Linked DNA regions of Hordeum vulgare: region 2 is linked to region 1. Evidence: chromatin contacts called from public HiChIP or PLAC-seq data. All regions are on one chromosome and are shown on one strand. The core of a region is the stretch at or near the end of the contact, and the rest is flanking DNA. Distances in the headings are between cores, read along the strand shown. Region 1 holds the start of LOC123406188 (CLP protease regulatory subunit CLPX3, mitochondrial-like). Region 2 holds the start of LOC123401431 (E3 ubiquitin-protein ligase GW2).

Region 1 (2,910 bases), core at 201-2,700:
TGATAGCTTGCGAGCAAAGCGTCGAACACCTTGCGGCCGTGGTGGAGACGCGGCCGAAAAGGGCACATCGAGCCCCTTCGCAGGCAACAAAGTGGACAACTGCGGGCGGAAGGCGGAGCAACGACGGGGGAGGAAGAAAAGGGGTCGTTCCACCAACGGGCAAAGCAAGGTGGACGACGAGCATGACGATGGCGATGGCGAGGGGCCGAGGGAGGAGCGGGGAAAGGGAAGGAAGAAAAAGGGTCGTGTCATCGACGGACGGGCCAAGGGCGGACAAGGGCTCGTGTAGCGCCCGTCCACGCGTGTTTGTTTGGCCGCTTTGCGGCCCAAACTTGGGCCAGGAATGGATCGAAAGCGGACCGAAAACGGACATTTTTTCGTTTGCTCCCACACGTTGGGCCACGGTTTGTGTCTGTTTACCCTCAAACGGACGCGAACGGACGATTTGGGGTCATGCATTGGAGTTACCCTAACATTTGGATTCAGCATTAAGAACCCAATATTTCCCACGGGCGGACGAAAAACAGCGCAAAATGCCCTCTCTAATATGAACAGTAACTAAAACAAATGAACGGGACCATGACTACAGCAAAGAGTTGTATAGAATCCTCACCTTCTTGGCTCGGTCTTGCCCAATCACATACTTATCGAGGCCCTTCGAAATCTCCTTAGGCGTCGGAAAATCCTTCCCAAGGTTCGACCCGCCCCATCCGTCCTTTCCCCCTCCCTCCTCGGCCCCACCGCCAGCAGCTCCTCCCCCGCCACCGCCTCCGGCTACGCGGACTACGTTAAGGCTAGGGTGGAACGGTGGCCCGGGCGGCACATGCACGGCCACGCCACTACCATCCCCATCGTCGCGCGAAGACGAACTCGCACGGATGGCTTTCCAGGAGGACGGGTCCCTGACACCGTCCGGGGGCAGGTCAGCCCGGACACGGCCGATCTCGACGAAGGTGCCCTGAAGTGGCTCGAGGTGGTTGGGATGGAAGAAGTAGGCGGTGCGGCAGTTGGGACAGAGGTTGAGCGTCTGATAGCCGCCGGCAGCGGCGGGGGCTGAGCGGGGAGCGGCGCGGTGGGAGAAGAGGATGTCCATGTGCTTGGAGCAGCGCGGACAGTGGGCCTCCGCGCGGATGCGCCGCGGCTCCGGCTCGTCGTTAGAGGAGGACGAGGAGGAGCCGCCCCCGGAGGAGGACGAGGGGCCCTCCCACTTGCGCCGATCCTGGAGGAGCCGGTGCGGTGGCGGGACCGCCGCGATGGCAGGGGAGCATTCGGCTGCGGTCAGGGTGGAGGCGGCGCGCGTGGCTGCGGCGGCGAGGCGCCTCCACCGGAGGAGGCCAGACATGGCGGAGGCGAGAAGCGCGTGCGGAGCGGCGGATTGGGGGTGGGGGGGAGTCGACGGAGAGAGAGAGCGAGAATGGGTCGTGTTTCCTGTGGTAGCGGGTGTGGTTATTCCTGCGCTGTTTCCTCGCGTGTTTGTGAGCTTTTTACGTGGTGGGGGCCTGTACATACGTGGACTCCGGCACGGCGAGTCCAGAATCTTACAACCGGATAAGGCTAGTTGTAACGGAGGGTATAATGTAATCTCGTTCCAAAATATAATATAAGACCTTTTAAAAATTTCACTAGGAGACTACATACGAAACAAAATGAGTGAATCTATACTTTAAAATATGTCTATATACATTTGTATATAGTTTATAATGCAATCTCTAAAAGGTCTTATATTTAGGAACGGAGAGAGTACACTATATGATATTATTGTATGATAATGTATCATAATATGATACTCCCTCCGTTTCTAAATATAAGTTTTTATAGAGATTTCACTAGTAAATTACATACGGATGTATATAGACATACTTTAGAATGTATATTCAGTCATTTTGCTTCGTACATAGACCATTAGTGAAATTGCTTAAAAGACTTATATTTAAGAACGGAGGGAGTATTAAATTCTTTCTTTCTTTATTTTATTTTATGTTACCTCATTAAATATGCCTAGTTGGCATGTATAATATTCCCTCCGTTCTTAAATACTCCCTCCGTTTCTAAATATAAGTCTTTAAAGAGATTTCATTAACGGATTACATACGAATGTATATAGACATACTTTAGAGTGTAGATTCACTCATTTTGCTTCGTATGTAGACTCCTAATAAAATATCTTAAAAGACTTATATTTAGGAACGGATGGAGTATAAGTCTTTTTAGAGGTACACTAAAATCTACATACGGATGTATATAGACATCCTTTAGAGTGTATGTTCACTTATTTTATTCCGTGTGTAGTTCATTAGTGAAATCTCTTAAAAGACTTATATTTAGAATTGAGAGAGTACTACTTAGGATGGCCATAGTGGGAGTAACATAGGTAGTATCATGTATTTGGGACTAGCAAACATGCTGATGTGGCAAATAATTAAAAAAAAGAGATGGTTAGAGTAACATTGGTAGATATCATAACATGTAAAATGTTATGTTATTTTGTGTCATGCATGTCAATAAATAAGGTTATATATGATACTAGTTTATGATACTATGCATTATGAAGGTAGTATCATACAATAGTATCATATGCATTGTACTACTTTATGATACCCCCACTATGATCAGCCTTATGATACTCCCATTACGATCAGGCTAAGGTGAGTGATACGTCTCCAACGTATCTACTTTTCCAAACTCTTGTACCCTTGTTTTGGACTATATTTTGCATGATTTGAATGGAACTAACCTGGACTGACGCTGTTTTCAGCAGAATTGCCTTGGTGTTATTTTTGTGCATAAATCAAAGTTCTCCAAACGCCCTGAAAATTTACGGGGAGCAGTTTTGGAAAATATCAAAAATACCTGCGCGAGAATCCACCTTAGGCGGTGGGCCAGTGGGCCACAAGCCCTTGCTCCGCCACC
Region 2 (2,910 bases), core at 259-2,758, 670 kb after region 1:
GTTCCCGCTTAGCGATTTACAAGGGTGTGTGGATCTGATCTCCCTCTCGTAGATGATCATCACCATGATAGGTCTTCGTGTACGTAGGATTTTTTTTGTTTCCATGCAACGTTCCCCAATAGGAAGAGCAAACTAGATTATTGGAATGGGAGAAATACCTGATCTTCATGGACACATCTGCCCTCTATGAGAAGCAAAAGGAGTACGTCAACCTTGCCCGTGAAGAAGTCCTGGTCCAAAAAAGAGGCATGGGAGGCATGGGTGGCATGGGTGGCTTCAGAGCTACCATGGGCGACATGGGAGGCATGGGTGGCTTCGGAGCTACCATGAGCGGCATGGGAGGCATGGATGGCTTCGGAGTTACCATGGGCGGCATGGGTGGATTCAGAGCTACCATGGGGGCATGGGAGGCATGAGTTTTGCGTCTCTCATGGGAGGCATGGGAGCACCTTCGGGTGACATGGGTGGACGCATGTTTTTCGTTGTATCTCACGTACGTTCGCATGATGCCGTTGAAGATCTTGCCAACACCTTCCGAGCTCCCCATGATGATGTGGCGCGATGATGAAGAAGAGGAGGAAGAAGAACCGGAGGAAGAGGAGGACGAAGATGAGGGGGATGCGGCATGATTGTTGATGTTCCATTTGTTTGTGTGAATTTTTATGTCATGAACTTGGTTGAGTGATTTTGAACTTGGTTGGATGATGAGATGTGATGTGGCATGTCTTCGAACTTTTATGTCATGATGAAATTGGTTGGATGATTTTAAATCATGCTATGTCTTGTTTTGATGTTTAAAATATCATCATATTGTCAAAAGATGAATATATTGCTAGCGTCGGCTCCTCACGCACGCTGTAGTTTAGCGCGCCTGCTGGAGCGGCTAGTGTGCGCTATTTTTTGCGGCGGCCGCTGGAGCCAACGCCCTCCGGCACACTAAAGATCGTTATTTTGGTGGTGCAAAATGTTTTTAGCGCATGATGATTGCACGACTATTGAAGATGCACGATGACGTTTGGCTTCGTAAACTATACCTTTTGTCAAGCTGGACACTTCGAGCGGACGTGGCAGGCTTGGACAACAGTCCAGCGTGGCCTATAATTCATGTCTTTAAGACATTACAATAGTAATATATGAATACAGATGGTTCATGAAAAAAAAGTAGTTTAAGACATCTATATCGAATATTTCTCTTTAGTACAAGCTGTTATTAGTGGGCATCATTAAGGAATAGAAAAATAAAGACTTCAATACACATGCATCTTTATTTTCCACTTCAACTTTTCAAATTTTTACATCGAATTATATTTCTTTTCCAAACACCCGCCTTTTAATGAGGATTCCGCTACACCATCTAAATCTAGATTTGGTCCTACATAACATACAAGCCATGTCGCGGGTCGACGATCCAGAATCTGCATGCCCCCAGCCCCTACGTGTCACAAATCTCCTTCACATGGAAGATTTTCGAGAGTTGTATATGTCTTGCAGCGCAGCGCAGCGGCAGAGAAGCCGAAGCCTAGTGAGCTGTGTTGTCCTGGAGTGTCGCGTGCGCCCTTCTCTTTTGCTTTGCCTTCCCTTTTCTCCCACCCCGAGGGGAAATGCATTTTTAAAAACAGGGTAATCCCACCTCGCCTCGGCCCTCCCCAAGCCCAGCAACATCGCGTACGCGTGCGTATACCGTATGTATCTACAGTGAGGCGGCGCAGGGCAAGGGTTTCGTCTCCGGCGGCGGCGGCGGCGGAGGGGTGGCAGGAGGTTAGATCTGGGAGGGATGGGGAACAGAATAGGAGGGAGGAGGAAGGCCGGGGTGGAGGAGCGGTACACGAGGCCGCAGGGGCTGTACGAGCACAGGGATATCGACCAGAAGAAGCTACGCAAGCTGATCCTCGAGGCCAAGCTCGCGCCCTGCTACCCGGGGGCTGACGACGCCGCGGGGGCTGACCTGGAGGAGTGTCCCATCTGCTTCCTGGTAACAGATCTTTCTCCTCTCCCCGGTTTCTCCCCCGCCTGCAAATTCCAGATGTTGGTGGTTGTTTGAGTGCCCCGCGTGGTGGCCTACATCTCATTGGGATGGAACGTTTGATGCGTCACTGCGTATTGTTTAGGTTCATTATTAGTGGTTGCATTTGTTCTACCGTAGAGTGCCGCTGCCGTGAGGAGGAGGTGCGTAAGTATTAACGTGATTGTACTCAATGCCTTCTAATTTATGTCTTTGAATCCTACAATTTCACTCAACCTAGGCACGTTTTGCAGTTTAATTGTAATTTTCCTCGTCAAGTAGCACAATTCGTTAACACCTTTTCTTTGCAAAACGTAGTAGCACTTGTGCTAGGTGCCTGTGTCTGCATCAGCCACTCTGCTATAGATCACATGTGGTGTTTGCATTGTCCAAAATGTATTTTAAGTGGCCCTGAGATTTTTATTTCATCACATGCTGTAGGTGAATTCTGTCATTTTTCTGTCTCGGTGGCTGCTATCTTAGGATTGTTTGGATGTCTCTAATTTAGTCCTATTGAAGCACTGCATATGTTGATTATTCTAATTCCGTAGGCTGACCCGGTGGTATTGTTGTCATGCGTTAGTGCAGTAGTGCTTGGCAGTGCTAGTTGTTAGAATCACTAGCTCTCTAGCTGCTGCCCAGGACTCTCTCTAAAGAGATGTCCTTCACACCCACGCACACTAAGAGCTACCTACTAGCAGGAAGCTTTATTAGACATCTCAAGTGCCACAAGCTTCATTTTACATATGGGGCGCCTGCTTCTTATATAGGCTGTAGGGAAGGTGCTACAGTAGCTGACCTACAAGAGCTGCTGGTCTGCTACTACTGGACACAAGGATTATCCTAATACATTTTGCCAAACTCAAATTGACTTATTGTTCTTCCATGCATGCATCTCTTTGGTATAT

Evidence for each region. HiChIP or PLAC-seq counts read pairs in DNA pulled down with a chosen protein or histone mark.
Region 2: a contact with region 1 is called in an H3K4me3 HiChIP or PLAC-seq map of embryo, with 7 times the contacts expected there. The contact joins the promoter of LOC123401431 here to the promoter of LOC123406188 in region 1. A contact is called at or near these places in 4 of 6 Hi-C or Micro-C datasets (leaf and seedling) and 1 of 1 datasets of contacts at active chromatin or transcription factors (embryo).

Annotation. Positions count from the first base shown.
Region 1 is chr6H:241,731,854-241,734,763 of MorexV3_pseudomolecules_assembly, forward strand. LOC123406188 (CLP protease regulatory subunit CLPX3, mitochondrial-like) reads right to left here and starts at 1,451. Exons shown (of 14, transcript XM_045099661.1): 1 at 614-1,451. The coding sequence starts at 1,342.
Region 2 is chr6H:242,401,764-242,404,673 of MorexV3_pseudomolecules_assembly, forward strand. LOC123401431 (E3 ubiquitin-protein ligase GW2) reads left to right here and starts at 1,509. Exons shown (of 9, transcript XM_045095242.1): 1 at 1,509-1,972. The coding sequence starts at 1,775.